Regions from separate parts of the Muntiacus reevesi genome. Here region 2 is linked to region 1. A link is a contact called in public Hi-C data. All regions are on one chromosome and are shown on one strand. The core of a region is the stretch at or near the end of the contact, and the rest is flanking DNA. Distances in the headings are between cores, read along the strand shown.

What was found. Hi-C and Micro-C count contacts between places; a contact is called where the count stands out from the background.
Region 2: a contact with region 1 is called in a Hi-C map of blood, with 2.8 times the contacts expected there. The contact joins the promoter of SRSF5 here to the promoter of ERH in region 1. A contact is called at or near these places in 2 of 3 Hi-C or Micro-C datasets (blood and muscle).

What each region holds. Positions count from the first base shown.
Region 1 is chr7:78,038,484-78,045,668 of mMunRee1.1, reverse strand. ERH (ERH mRNA splicing and mitosis factor) reads left to right here and starts at 2,422. Exons shown (of 4, transcript XM_065940138.1): 1 at 2,422-2,558; 2 at 5,986-6,073. The coding sequence starts at 2,556. It overlaps SLC39A9 (solute carrier family 39 member 9), which reads right to left and starts at 2,116. Exons shown (of 8, transcript XM_065940137.1): 1 at 1,655-2,116; 2 at 1,313-1,568. The coding sequence starts at 1,426.
Region 2 is chr7:78,334,620-78,341,506 of mMunRee1.1, reverse strand. It overlaps SRSF5 (serine and arginine rich splicing factor 5), which reads right to left and starts at 4,987. Exons shown (of 8, transcript XM_065940903.1): 1 at 4,834-4,987; 2 at 3,796-3,937; 3 at 3,415-3,485; 4 at 3,188-3,286; 5 at 2,825-2,894; 6 at 1,537-1,610; 7 at 774-884; 8 at 1-681. The coding sequence starts at 3,921. The coding sequence ends at 414.

The sequences.
Region 1 (7,185 bases), core at 1,173-3,672:
ATGGAATATTACTCAGCCGTTAAAAAGAATTCATTTGAATCAGTTCTAATGAGATGGATGAAACTGGAGCCCATTATACAGAGTGAAGTAAGCCAGAAAGATAAAGAACATTACAGTATACTAACACATATATACGGAATTTAGATAGATGGTAGCGATAACCCTATATGCAAAACAGAAAAAGAGACACAGAAGTACAGAACAGATTTTTGAACTCTGGGGGAGAACGTGAGGGTGGGAAGTTTTGAAAGAACAGCATGTATATTATCTATGGTGAAACAGACCACCAGCCCAGGTGGGATGCATGAGTCAAGGGCTCGGGCCTGGTGCACTGGGAGGACCCTGAGGAGTCGGGTGGAGAGGGAGGTGGGAGGGGGGATCGGGATGGGGAATACGTATAACTCTATGGCTGATTCATGTCAATGTGTGACAAAACCCACTGAAATGTTGTGAAGTGATTGGCCTCCAACTAATAAAATAATATAAAAAAAAAAATAAAAATTAAAAAAAAAAAAAAAAGAAATCCTGAATGCAGTAGTTTTTCTCTCCCAATCTTTTAGCACTGTGCAAGCTGTGAATTCCTTACAACAGCCCAAAGAATCCATCTGCACTTTCACTGAACAATGCTTTCATCTTTCTTCCCTGTTAAAGTTCGTTTAAGTGATAATAAAGAACCAAAGAAATTAAAACAAAATGTCAAACCATATTAACAAAAAAATTCATTTCTAAACAAATAGATTTGAAAACAACTTCAAAAACCTGTCCAATGTTCTCCTTTAAAAGGAAGTTTGAGTTAAGAACAATCCAGTTGTTTTCCTTATTTCAATCTAATTACAGGTATCAAAAAAAAAAAAAAACAACACAAAAAACCTTTTACCAAAAAGCTATGCCTGATTTTCTCAAAAAGAAATTATATTGATTTCAACTCATATGAACAAACTATATTCTTCATGTATATTTTGACAGTCATCCAGAACCTTGATTCTTTGAAACTTCTGGGTATCAAAATAACATTACGGTGTCTTTCCTGGAAAATGTAGAGTCCCAAATTTTGGTATGCAATTTCAGGAAGTTCAGAGTATCCAAGGATCTTCAGTGGATCCACTCCCCGCCCCATCCCTCTCCGTTAAGAACTTGTGCTAAATAAGTGGTTTGTTTCTATTATTAAATGTTTTGCATCTTCTGAAAATAGTCATCCTTAAGAAGACCTTTAGCTCTGCTATTAAATGGGGGAGCAGCTTCCCTTTTAACTGTCACTACTTCCTAGCTGCCATCCTGACAGCTGATAGAACACAGAAAATTGAGCGCTTACCTCCGAAAAATTAACAGCCAAAGGAATGATTCCAGCCACGTAACATCCCACCAACATAGCCAGAGACAGCAGGCTAATGGAGATGAAATCATCCATTCTGCCTTCTTTATTCATCCAATACCACTAGTCTATAATTTTTCGGGAGCTCAGGTCCTTAAACACGTGTGATTGTTCCAAAAGAACAGGTGGACTTTCCAGTTCTTTCGTCCTCCACACCAGCAGATGCGTTCACGAGACACTTCTCTCTTGAACGTACCTGTAAAGAATCCCCTTTTTGCTGATACTAGAAACAACTTTCAGCAATCTTAGGTCCCAGCCCGTAAGTTTTCATATACCACTCACTGGATTCCCATGGGTTAACAGAGATGAGAAGTCAACGGGAAACTATACGAAGGAGCTACTGATTCAATCGTCGGAATACGGGCAGCACAATGGGCCTACTTCCTCCACAAGCAATGTTCCCGATGGCAGCAAGAAAAGGACGAAAACCCAGGCGAATTTGTTCGTTCTCCCTGCTCCCCTATCTCCCTGGGGCACCCCCGCAGGTGATCGCCCCCCCAGGTCCGGGACCAGCCCACCAATCACGGCAAACTCTCCTCCGAGTCTAGAGTGAGGAAAGGAGTCCTGCAGGCCGGTAATGGCGGGTCGTGGGGTTCAGCAGTGAAGCTGATACAAAGCTGTCTCTACCCTATACCCAGTGCTGCCCATGTTACTCCACTCCGAGGGGCCTTGACCCGGAGCCACCGATACTACAGCTGCCATGGCCGCCAAGTGGCACCTCTTCATTACATCCACTTCCGGATTGCCTTACAGCCCCCTCCTTTAGAAGGGTACTTCCGGGGTTACAACCGACCTATGCCCCAGGGTTCTTATACCGCCGCCATTTTTGAGTGGGGCCACTGAAAGATGGCTTGTGTCACTGTGTATACCGGTGATCACTTTAGCCGCGCGTCTAATAACGCGAGTACCGAAGATCGTGTCTCGAAAAAAGTGCTCCTTTTTCAAGTTCCGATACGTTCCCTGTGTGCTTCCTTTCCCTTATCCAAGATGGCTGAAACAGAGTCACTCTCTGCTCTAGCTGCCGGAAATCCGTGAGCCTCTATGGTCCGAAAGGTTCTTTCGCGGTGCGCCTCTGACGATTTCCGGCTGCTCCTCTCGCGGGGATTGGCTGTTGGCGGCGTTGCGGGTAAGCTCGTGTGCGGCGGCGGAGTCGGCATCGGCTGCAGCGGGAGACTTTGGCGCGATGGTGAGAAAGGCCTAACCGGCTACCCGAACCCCCAACCCCCCCGGGGCGACCCCCGCCCATACATCTCCCCACCCCATCCAGCGCTAGCGTGCTGCCGCTCCGCACTCCAGCTTATGAGTCGACCCTTCTCTTTCCCGCCGCGGAGGCACTGGGCCTGGCGCTAGGCCCCGGATCCCGGGTCCGCCCCGCGGTTGCGCGCCCGCCTGCTGGCTCTGGCGAGGCGTGCGTTACGGAGGTTGCTCTTTCTTCCGATTGCTGCTTGGTAGAGGCAGGCGTGGGGGCGCTTCCCTTTCCTTCCAAACGCCCCAGCCTACTATAGGAACAATGGCCGAGGGATGTCTGACAGTCCGTCTCGAAGCTGACAGATTGAATACTGCATCCCCCGTGTGGGCCGGGAGGGAACATCTTTGCTTTGTAGCGTGCTTTTCCGACCATATTCCCTTTTGTTTTTCTGGGCTCTGCCTTTTTTGAAAAAATACATTTTCCCTCGTTTCTAAGACGTGTAGGGGCCGATTTGGTGTTGTTTTTTTTTTTTAACCCCCTCCAGCCACCCATCCTGTGCTTACCTTTATTTATAGTCTCTTGGGTCTGGAAGTTGAAAAGATAGATTCAGCTCAGGGTCCACTTTACTTAGAATCTAAGTAGAATGGGTGGGAAGGGTTGTTTTTTGGCTTGTGTGTTTGTGTTTTGTAATCTGCAAAAAGGAGATGCTCACGAGGATTCCAAAGAATCGTGGTTGCTTCCACACTTCAGTTTTCGTCTTCTGGTTGCTGCAGATTAACAGATCATGCAGCTATTGTTAACAAGGAACTTTTTCAGGTTATAGTTTTCTGGATTGAGATAGGCCAGTGTTTGATCCAACAGTCTCCCAAGGAGGACTGGGAATTAGGAGATTGGGTTTCCAGTTCCTGTCTTAACTAGCAGTGTGACCTTGAGCAAGTCATTTCACTTCGGAGTTTCCTTCTTTCTCTGCCTTTATTTGATATTATTTTTAAATGCTTAGATTAAAATCTGGGGATATGACAGCAGTTAATATGAACACTCTATTATCATTGAGCAATTATCAGTGATAATTCTTTATCATTTCGTGTAAAATTGAAAATTGGAATTTGTATTTAAAGTGAATACTGGTTCAAAAGTCTTAAATATTGGTTCAATTTCTTTTTTTTATTCTTCCTTCCTTTCTTTTTTGGTAGTTTGAGAGATGCATTTAAAACTCAAGAACCAATTGTATGTATTGTAGCATATCTGTAACAGTAGAATGACTAACTGTTCTTAAGGTTCATGTTTGTGAGACTTTAAAAACAGATTAATAGATTAACTCTTCATTAGAGTGAATCATAACTGCTTAGTAAACAGAGAATAGGATATTATTAAGGTAATTCTGCATAACTTTTTTTGATTTAGGTTTCACAGTGTTATTTTTCTATTGTGGCAAATATTAATAGATATATCTATTCCTGTATGTATTTATATTTTTATTTACTACTGGTCATTCCCCTAAGAAAGAGTAACCTAAGGAATGCTGGACCAAATCTGTTTAGAAGAAGGAAAAATCTGATAATTTTGTTTATAGTTTTGTAAATTTAGTCATTCCTTGTTCCTAATTGTTAAGCCTTGTCTTTGGGCAGTAAGTATTAAAAATAGTAAACTTTGTTCAGGTTCACTTTAAGGGTAAATATAAAAAGGAGCATACTGTATAGCCATTTTCGTATCTTTACTCTTAAGTGAATTGGTCCTTATTAGAATAAGAAGAAAATTAATATAGTAGCAACTTGTCTGGCTGGTATGTGGGACAGGTCCTCTTACAGGAATGTTAGTATAGTTTCTATAAAGTCATTTTTCTTCTCACCATATGAGCCATTGAAACTATTGGTGGTTTTTAAATAACCAGTAATCTAACATTCTGTTTTCTCTGACTTCTGATCACTATTTAAGAAAGGCCTTGGCTGTGTTCAGGTCTTTATAGGACAGAATTACTTTTCATCTCTTGTCATCAAGTTCTATCTCAGATCCTCTCAAACTGTTAATCAGAATGACTCACTTCTTGATGGAGAGGGAGGAGTATGATAAATTCCTTTGTTTTTCACATTGTGTTCAAAGTACTGTTTGGGCGGGGGCGGTGCTTATTCAGAAACTCTCAATATCATCTCTTTCAGTTGCAGTTTGTTGGACATTAAAAAGTCTGATTATTTCAGAACATTTAGTTCCTGTCCTTAAGAGGTTTGTTTGTTTTTTATTAAAAACTAATACAGCAGAAGAGAAGAATATGTTGTTCAGTCACTCAGTTATGTCCAACTCTTTGTAACACTAGGCTTCCCTGTTCTTCACCATCTCCCAAAGATTATAAATAGTTTGATTTAGCATTGGGTTTACAGTGAGGTTACATCATATTTGAATTTAATTAGTGAACCGTACACACTTGGCAAAAAAAAAAAAACGGAAGGGGTTATACTTTCAACAGACCAATGTTCTGGAGATATTTTTAGTTGCCACACGTTGGGAGGAGGGCATGGGAGTGCAGGTGCTACTAGTATTTACTGGGAATAGGCTAGGAATACTGCCATCCTTCAATGCACAGGACAACCTCTGCAACAAGGAATCTTCCAGCCCCTGATGCAGTAGTGCCAGAGTTGAGAAACCCTGAAATAGACCCACAAACGAAAGCATGCTCCCCAATGAGGGTGAGATGGGAGACGAAAGATCTGCTGATCTTTAGGCATATTCACATTTCCTATGTCATATCCTCTAGCTATTTTGTGATTCTAGTTCTTAAAAATACAATATTTTAGTATAACACAGCCCCTTATGGTGAGTCACCTACTGGGTGAATAATTTAATGGATTTTCTAGGGTAACGTTAACTGTATATACTAATTTTATATTGCCAGTTTATCTTACACCTTTAATGTTTGAGTCTAATCTCTGGATAAGATGTGATTTCACTGTAGTGCTAAAGTTAGAAAAAACATAGATTGATAAAGTGCTTGTAATCATTACAGTGTTTTCCTTTTTTCTCCTTTCATCAGCCCATATCTGTTTTCATTAGGAACCTAATGGGATTAGAGTGACCAATGGAGATAGAACACCTAAGCAGGTTTACAATCTGGCTGGGAAGAAAAGTGCAAAAGAGAAAAAACAGTACAGGGTAGTTTATGCTGAGAACTTACAGGCAGTAAGTGCAATAAGAGTTTGAGACAGCAGTTGTTAAGAACTGGGAGACTAAGAGACCTTACAGAAAAGTTGTGAATCCAGCTTCTGGCGCTGCACTTGGGTAGAGGCATCAATATTGCAGAAAGACTCCCCTAATTAATAGTGTTTTAATAACCAACGATAATTTGTGTGGTGAATGGAGATTTTATCCCATACTATGAATTTCTCAAATACTGAGTTAGAAACTTACACTGAAATCACTTTTCCCTCTGCAGTCTCACACCATCTTGCTGGTACAGCCTACCAAGAGGCCAGAAGGCAGAACTTACGCTGACTATGAATCTGTGAATGAGTGCATGGAAGGTGAGTTTAAACACTAATCAAGGGGTAGAAATCATTGACTTTGTTTTGGGGGTAGTAAGGGGTTGGGGGCTGGAGGTGGAATGGGCTATAGAGTCTCCTGGCTCCCACGCTAGCTAGCATCCACACCAGCTGGTCTGCGCTTGCTCCCAGGGTGAGAGTGGTAAGTGCTAAGACTCTCAGTTGTCTTGAGTTTGTTTACCCTGACATTCACTGTTATTTCTACTTTTTAGAATCAAGCTCATATGTATAGTGACTTTCCCAGGCCTCTGCTTGTTTTGTAAATATTCTTTATTTATTATATGTTATTTTGTTACTGTGCTGGGTAAATATTTTACAGGTATTCCTTATATAGTCTAGTCAAACTCAATAGAGTTATTAAGACAGGCTTGAGAAACCTAATAGTGCCTACACAACCTAATAGTCTAATTACTAAACAAACATTAAAAGCTAAGGTTACAGTCCATCAGAATGTTAAGAAATAAAAAATTAGTTCAGTGAATAAAGGCAAATGGAACCAAATCAGTATAATTTATTGTACATTTGATAAGCTGGCACCACCCTGAAGGGAGGTATCAGCCCCCAGTAAACCATTAGATGAGAGCACGTAGATTGGATCATCACTAACTGGATTCATCCTTACATCCTTTCATTACATCATTAGATCATCACACCCAGTAAGCCACTTGTGTACACCCTGCACCCTTTCTAGCAAACTGCACATTCTTCACCTCTTCTGTAAAGATTTTATAGGAATATAAAATTTGCTGCTGGCTGTCCCTGGAATTGCCAATTATCTGAAGCTAATTGGATTAGGCTTAAAAATCTCTTCTTAAAACCAATGGTGGGTAGACCTCTGGCGGGACAAAAAGCTACTCATTGTATCAGAGATGGCTCCTCAGATTCTATTCTAATTTTTAAAGCAAAGCTTGTGTTCTTTTCTTTTCTCAAGTCCCTTCCTCTGCTGATAGACTTACTTGCCATTAAGGTAGACTTTGTGCACACACTCTAGATTGTTGCTTTATCTATATTACCATGTTTGGTCTTTGATTCTGCAATACTCTTTACTAACCTTTGCTGATTTTAGGGAAGCCTGATGCTGGGAGGGATTGGGG
Region 2 (6,887 bases), core at 3,738-6,237, 290 kb before region 1:
TGTACAAGCAAATTAAGAGCTCTTTTAACTGTCCAAAGCTATTAATTAGTTTAATTGAGGCATTAAACTAATTTCGCATTAACATTATCTGAATAACCAGGAACTAAAACGTTCAAAATTTTTCTAGTACAAAAAAATTAAATTTGCTTTAGTAATAAAAGAGCTCTGTCAATATACACAAACTATATACTTCAGACATTCACAAAAATGTGAGCAGAAGGCTTATCAAAAGACATTTAATACAATTGGTTTGCAACAACCCCTGGTGGTCCACATCTACAAAGATATCCAGCCCAACCCACCCCCCTCCAAATCCCACCCCACAGAAAAGCACATACTTACCAGAATTTTTAGCAAGTATGGTTTGGGATTTTTTTTTTTAAAAAAGGCCCCTAGGGCAAGTTATTTACAGTTTAATTGCCACTGTCAACTGATCTGGACCTTGACCGGGACCGGGACCGGGACCTCTGGCGATCCACAGATGCTGGAGACTTAGATCTACTTGAAGAACCACGTTTCTGGCTCTTCTCAGGCACAGGAGACCTACTAACAGAACGAGACTTGCTCCGGCTCCGACTCCGGCTCCTGGACCGGCTGTAAGACTTGCGACTCCGGGAACGAGATCGGCTACGAGACCTCGAGGAACTCCTAGTACGGGAACGAGACCTGCTTCGTGACCTACTAGAGAGAAAGAAAAAAAAAAAAAAAAAAACTGAGTAGCAGGCCCCACAAATCCCTTAAATAAAACTGTGACTTAAAAATATTAGAGATACCTGTGCCTTTTGCTGCCTTCAATTAATTTGATTTTTCTCCCATTTATTTCTTTTCCAGAAAGTTTTTCAATAGCATTCTTTAAGTCACCATAAGAGGCAAACTCAACTACCCTACAAAGAAAAAATACGCTATTTGTAAAGTTACATACTTCTTATCATCTCACAAACCATTATCAGTCTACTTACTTTTTAATGTTCATTTTACTATTGCTATTATTAAACAGGATACCTCAACCTCCAAACCGTGGACATTTTAAGGCACATAATTCAATGGTAGTGAGGAGCTTTCCTGTGCACTACAGGAAGATCAATAACATCTCTTGAACTCTACTTTAGCCACCTGATGTGACAAGCTGACTCACTAGGAAAGACCCTGAAGCTGGGAAAGACTGCAGGCAAAAGGAGATGATAGACGATGAGATGGTTGGATGGCATCACGGACTCAATGGACATTGAGTATGAGCAAACTGTGGAAGACAGCGACGCAAAGGGAAGTCTGGCGTGCTGCAGTTTTTAGGGTTGCCGAGAGCCAGACATGACTTAGTGACTGAACAACATGACCTCTACCCGTAAGATGCAAGTAGTAACCTCAATTCTGACAACCAAAATGTCTTCAGACACTGCCATATGTACCCTGAAAAGCAAATTCAACCCTGATTGAGAACCGCTGCATTTCAGGATGTCCAAATTTTGAGACCTCTAACATTCCCAGTACAACTTTCAGAACATTTTAAAAGGCTCTCATACGCCAATACATACTCACCCCTCATTTAATTTAGGTCGATGTGCATCCGCAAAGGTTACTTCCCCAGCTTGTCTCATGAAATCTTTGAGATCCTTAACACAAGATAATTGAGTTAAGCGGAGAAAAGGAAACCTGACACACAAACAACCACATTGTATAAAAACAAGACTACTGAAAGAGAAGATGTTAGATAAAGTACAAACATGGTATTTACCACACTTGTAGTCTATCAGAATTTTAAAATAATATGTCAGGGCACGAAATAAGCAAATAGCATATTGCTTTTAAGCAAAATGCCAGAGGAAGTTTAGAGTTTAACATTAAAGTAGTATTAGTCTATACTGAGCTCAATACAAAAGGAAAAAAACAAAACAAAACAAACAAAAAAAACAAAAAGAAACAATACATATTTTTAAAGTAAAGACTAAAGTAGAAACTTTATATTTAAAAACAAAACATTTACAAGACACCAGTTATTTTGTGCCCCATATGTCATTAAAAAAGTTTACTTTACCTTTATTATTATTTCCCTAGGCTAGTCAAGCAGCAAACCATTTATCGGTCGGAGAAACCTTCATGACATATGCCCGACTGGCTCTTCGCCACCCACTTGAAGGACACTACCCAATCGATGGAAGCCTTTAATCGCACAGCCCTCCCTATTAGCAGACTATTGGCGGATGCAGACAGGTTCTACTCTTGTGTAGTTACCAAGGACCACTTTACTGCGATCAGGATTCCAACGACCACCTAATTTCGAATCTTTCAACTCTTTTCGACCAGGACCTCTTATTCGGAAGCGTTACAGGAAGACAGCTCTCAACTTAGGGATCAGATCACGTTATCAGCGCTCTGGGATCGCTGCAACCTGGCACTTCAAGAAGTGCACCGATTACGTCTAGACCGGCAAACACAGATCTAGAGGTGGCCAATTGATCACTGTAGGAGCTGACTGGCAAAGTCAACCAGGCCCAACCAAGAGTGACCAAGACAACGATTAGGATAACCCACAGGCACTCCTCGTCATAAGGCCAACGACACAGATAGGCTGGCAAATAAAGGGTTTAATATTTGGTTAAAATTGATTTTTAAAAACAAGAAAATATATCCTCAAAACATTTACATTTGATCACTAACATTAAAATTTGAAATATCCCCCAATTACATTTAATTAAAATTTTAAAATTACAATTAAAAGTCCATTATAGATAAAACTACTTTTAATAAAAATTAATAAAAAACATTAACTACCCACTAATATTTAAAAAACCACATCAAAATATCTCAAAACTGTGTTTCAACAAACCTGCCAGCTGACTCTTGAAGATAAATTCTCAACTATAAGCCGATTTTCTGTTCTTACAGGTGGAGCATTTCTGAGGAAGAAAATGAGTACTCACAATGGAAGAAATGCAGCAACGTGCACCTAGTGTGTTCAGTTGTGGGCAAGTTCAAGCAATCAGGTACGACAAGTCATTCAACTGACTTCCACCAACAGTTTCTGCATTATTTTATGACTCAATCTTATTAGAAACAGTAGACTAATACATGAATGACAAAATTGATTATACATATACAACAAAATCACTTCTGCTATCAACTTTAGAACATCAAGACTCCTCCTACAGTAATGCTTGTTCAAAGCAGCCATCCACCATTAATCACATACCGTCTATCATTTCGAGGTCTGCGACTACTAAAACGGTCTGAGTAGCGTCCTCTACCTCTTCCACCTCGAGATCGAGCCCTAGCATGCTCAATTGTAACCCTACAGGAAAGGAAGAAAAATCTTCATTATCCACTTTAAGCTACATAAGAGATCTATTTACAAAAAATATCTAGCCCAATACCTAGCTTATCTTCAGAGTGCTAAGTCATAAAACTAAAAATAATCACCTTTCACTGCAGAGTTCTTTTCCATCAAGTTCATATACAGCATCATCCGCATCCCTGGGATCTTCAAATTCCTAAAACACACACATATATATAATGCCTAACACTGCTTTAAAAGTCTATTCTGCAACACATTAAAATCACTCAATACCTGTGAAAGAATATCTTAATGACAAGAGTATATAGATAAGTCTAATCAAAAAGGGACCGTAAATGATTTCTCCAGCCAGGAGTGAAATTCTTTTCTCCGTTAAGAAAATTCACTACCTTAAGAAGGCATATTTCCCAAACATACTCTGCTGGGACTCAAAAAACTTAAAAGCACTGCTTCTAACAATCTTTACCCACTAAGAATAGATAATTCAACCAATTCTAAACACTTACCACAAAACCAAAGCCTCTTTTCAGATCAATATCTCTTATTCGTCCATACCCCTTGAAGAATCTTTCCACGTCTTTCTCCCTGGCCGCCGGATTTAGCCTCCCGATGAATACTCGACAGCCACTCATGTCCAGCTAGTACTTTCTGTCAGGAAATAAATTCAATTGAGATAGTACCAGTGAATGTCAGAGGAATGCCTGGTCAAGGGACCAAAAACATAAACAGCATAAAATAAAATGTTTACCCGGTGATGTTATAAACAAGATTGCCAAGAGTGCCTCTTATTAGGCCGGGTCCCTTGCAGACAAAATTAAAACTCGGCTCCCAACACGATCCTTCCCTGGGCCCAGACCGCAGCAACCGCAACGCCCACTGCCGCCTCTGGAACTGCGCAGCCGCACACTCTCCCCGGCTCTTCTGGCCCCCTCCCATCTGCCGCAGTTAGGAAAGGCCGAGAAGTGCGGGCGGAGCCGACCCCGCCCTCCGCAAGGCCAGCCCAATGGCGACGGGCTGCACGCGCGTCGCCGCCTCCCGGGAGCGTCACAGCGGGTGGAAGCCGGAATCTCGCGACGCCACCGCCGCGCCTGCGCAGACGGCGGCGGGTGGCCGCGGAGCAGCCACAAAATGGCGGCCTCGGAGCCGGCGATGGGGATAACCGCGCGTGCCAAACCCCCCCGTTCCCTCCCGCTCTCCCGACCCCACCTCTCCGGATCACTGTACCCACCCTGGGACAGCCCCGACCACACCCCGAGCAAAGGTCTCGGCCCACTACTCCCGGGGTTCAGACAGTGAAACAAAAAGGCAGGGAGGGGCGCATGACCCCTCTGTAAAAACGACCCTGCCCAGGACCGCCCTTCCACCTTCAGGTCCCCTCACACAATACCCAAAGGGAGACGTGCCCCAGCGCCCACCTCGAATAAACTGCGCTCATTGGACGCCGTCCTCCGCACAGAGAGCAGCCCTGACCACTCGCGATCTGAGCGGCCATGAAGAAGCCTCGATCCGAGAAGCCTTTCCCTCAAAGTGAGCCACTCACCTACCGGACAGGATCTTTGGCAGCTGAGACCCAGAGAGGTCCGTAGTCTGCGATAGAGCCGGTCGCCTCCCCGCAGACCAGGACTCAACTCGTCTACGTCTCTCCACAACTGACGCACTTAGCTGCTCTGGCGCCCCACAAAATGGAGGGCGCGTCCCTGCGTCACTTCCGGGACCACCCTCGACAACACCCCTTGGGTCCGGGGACAGAGGTGTCCGCCGGGCGGGGCCTCTTTACGGCGCTGGCCCCAGTGACCCTGAGTCGAGGTGGGCGGGGCCGAGGGGCGGGACATGGTATGGGCGTAGCCGTCAGGTGCTCGGGGCTGGGAGGCCGGGGTCCACAACGTTCGCACCTCCTAGGCAATGACGTTAGGTTCATCATTACCCCTCCCATAAAAATACCCGAAGGCAAATGGTCGCCTTTTTTATCTGAAGTTTTTTTTAATACCCGAAAGAGTACTGGGTGAAAGAAACTGGGATTTTGCTGAAAATATCTGACCGTCTCTGACCAAGCCTTGCTCCTTAGCTTCCTGCATAATATTTTTTATAAAAGAAATCAGTCTTTCAATTGCAATTATTCTCTACATTCTGTGAAAAACAAGAATAATGGTGCTATCCACCATTTAAAAAGTTGCTGCTCTCAGCCCGAAGTGTTGTGATTGTCTTCATGATTAATTCTTTAATAAAGTATCTTGATTTACTTAACGTTAAAAAGTTTCTGACTTCCACAAAGGTAATTGGTCTTGAGTAGTGCCTAGTGACTTAATCGACTGTATTTTAAACCATTTGTCTTCTGCAGTGATTGTTTTTTCTGTGAAAACTGTTGAATAAGTCTCCCTACTAGATTTTCTGACCAGCTTCTCCAATTAAAAAAAGCCCTATTTCATGAGTAGAATTACTCTCCCTTCTATGGGATCCAGCGGTAGTCTGTGTACACCCCAGTAATTCCTTCAACACTGACATAAAAAAGATATGTGTTATTCATGTTTTGTTTTCCAGAAATGCCTAGCATAGAAAAGACTCAATATTTGTAGAACTGGGTTTACATTAGCAATTTTTTAAGTGTTCCTGTTCCTGTATTAATGTTTCAACAAAATGACTTGGCATCCTTTTCCTAAGATATCCGAGTAGCAAATCTATAGTAAAGGAAAAAAGATGCATAGAAATCAGATTAAAATAAAGTTTATCAAAGTCATCTCTTTGGGAGACTTTCCGCATAACTGGAATGTTTCCTTCATCACATCCCTGATTTTATCTAACTGACAATTAAAAAAAAAAAACCCACCTCAACATGTATCACTCATTAAAGCTGCCCCATCTCACCTTTCTTAAGCCAATATATTTAGCTACAGACCAAGTAGTTTCTTGTTGTTTGGTTTTTTGGCCACACCTCGAAGCATACTGGATCTCGGTTGTGAAATGTCATTTCTGCAACCAAGGATCAAACCCATGTCCCCTGTAGTGAAAGCTTGGAGTCTTAATCACTGGATGGACAGCAGAGTTCCAAGAGCAGGTAGTTTTTACACTCTGAGGTGTCACTTTCTCAAGCTCTCATTCACCTATAGCCAGACCTCCACCCCACGTCTCCACTGACCTGCTCTCAATGTTCATCATCAATCCAACTGCAAAATCCAGCAGCCTCTTTACAATTTTCAGCCTCCTTAATGAAAGCTGCCATTCATTTTCCCTTACTGTACACCACACATAGTGCTTGGGGCTTTGGATTGATCAGCCAGTTCAGCCTTTGTACAACTCTCTGATGTCAGTTCATATCCTTGTGTTTTTTTTTTAATATGTTGAAACCAATGCTCAAAGTTACACAGCTGGAAATGGTAGGACCTTGATTCAGCCCCGGGCACCTTTTCTAAGTCTGTGGATCTAAAGGATTTTCTTTCTAAAGTTAAATGACATACTCAAAGGGAAAGTCAAAAACCTATAGCATTTTTTTAAATCAGGAGAGCAAATTTCACATCAAGGACAAGTAACTTCAGCTATATTTTCATCTCTGTGTTACAAAGCTAGAAGGTATGAACGAATTCAGCATCAACTCTTACTATCA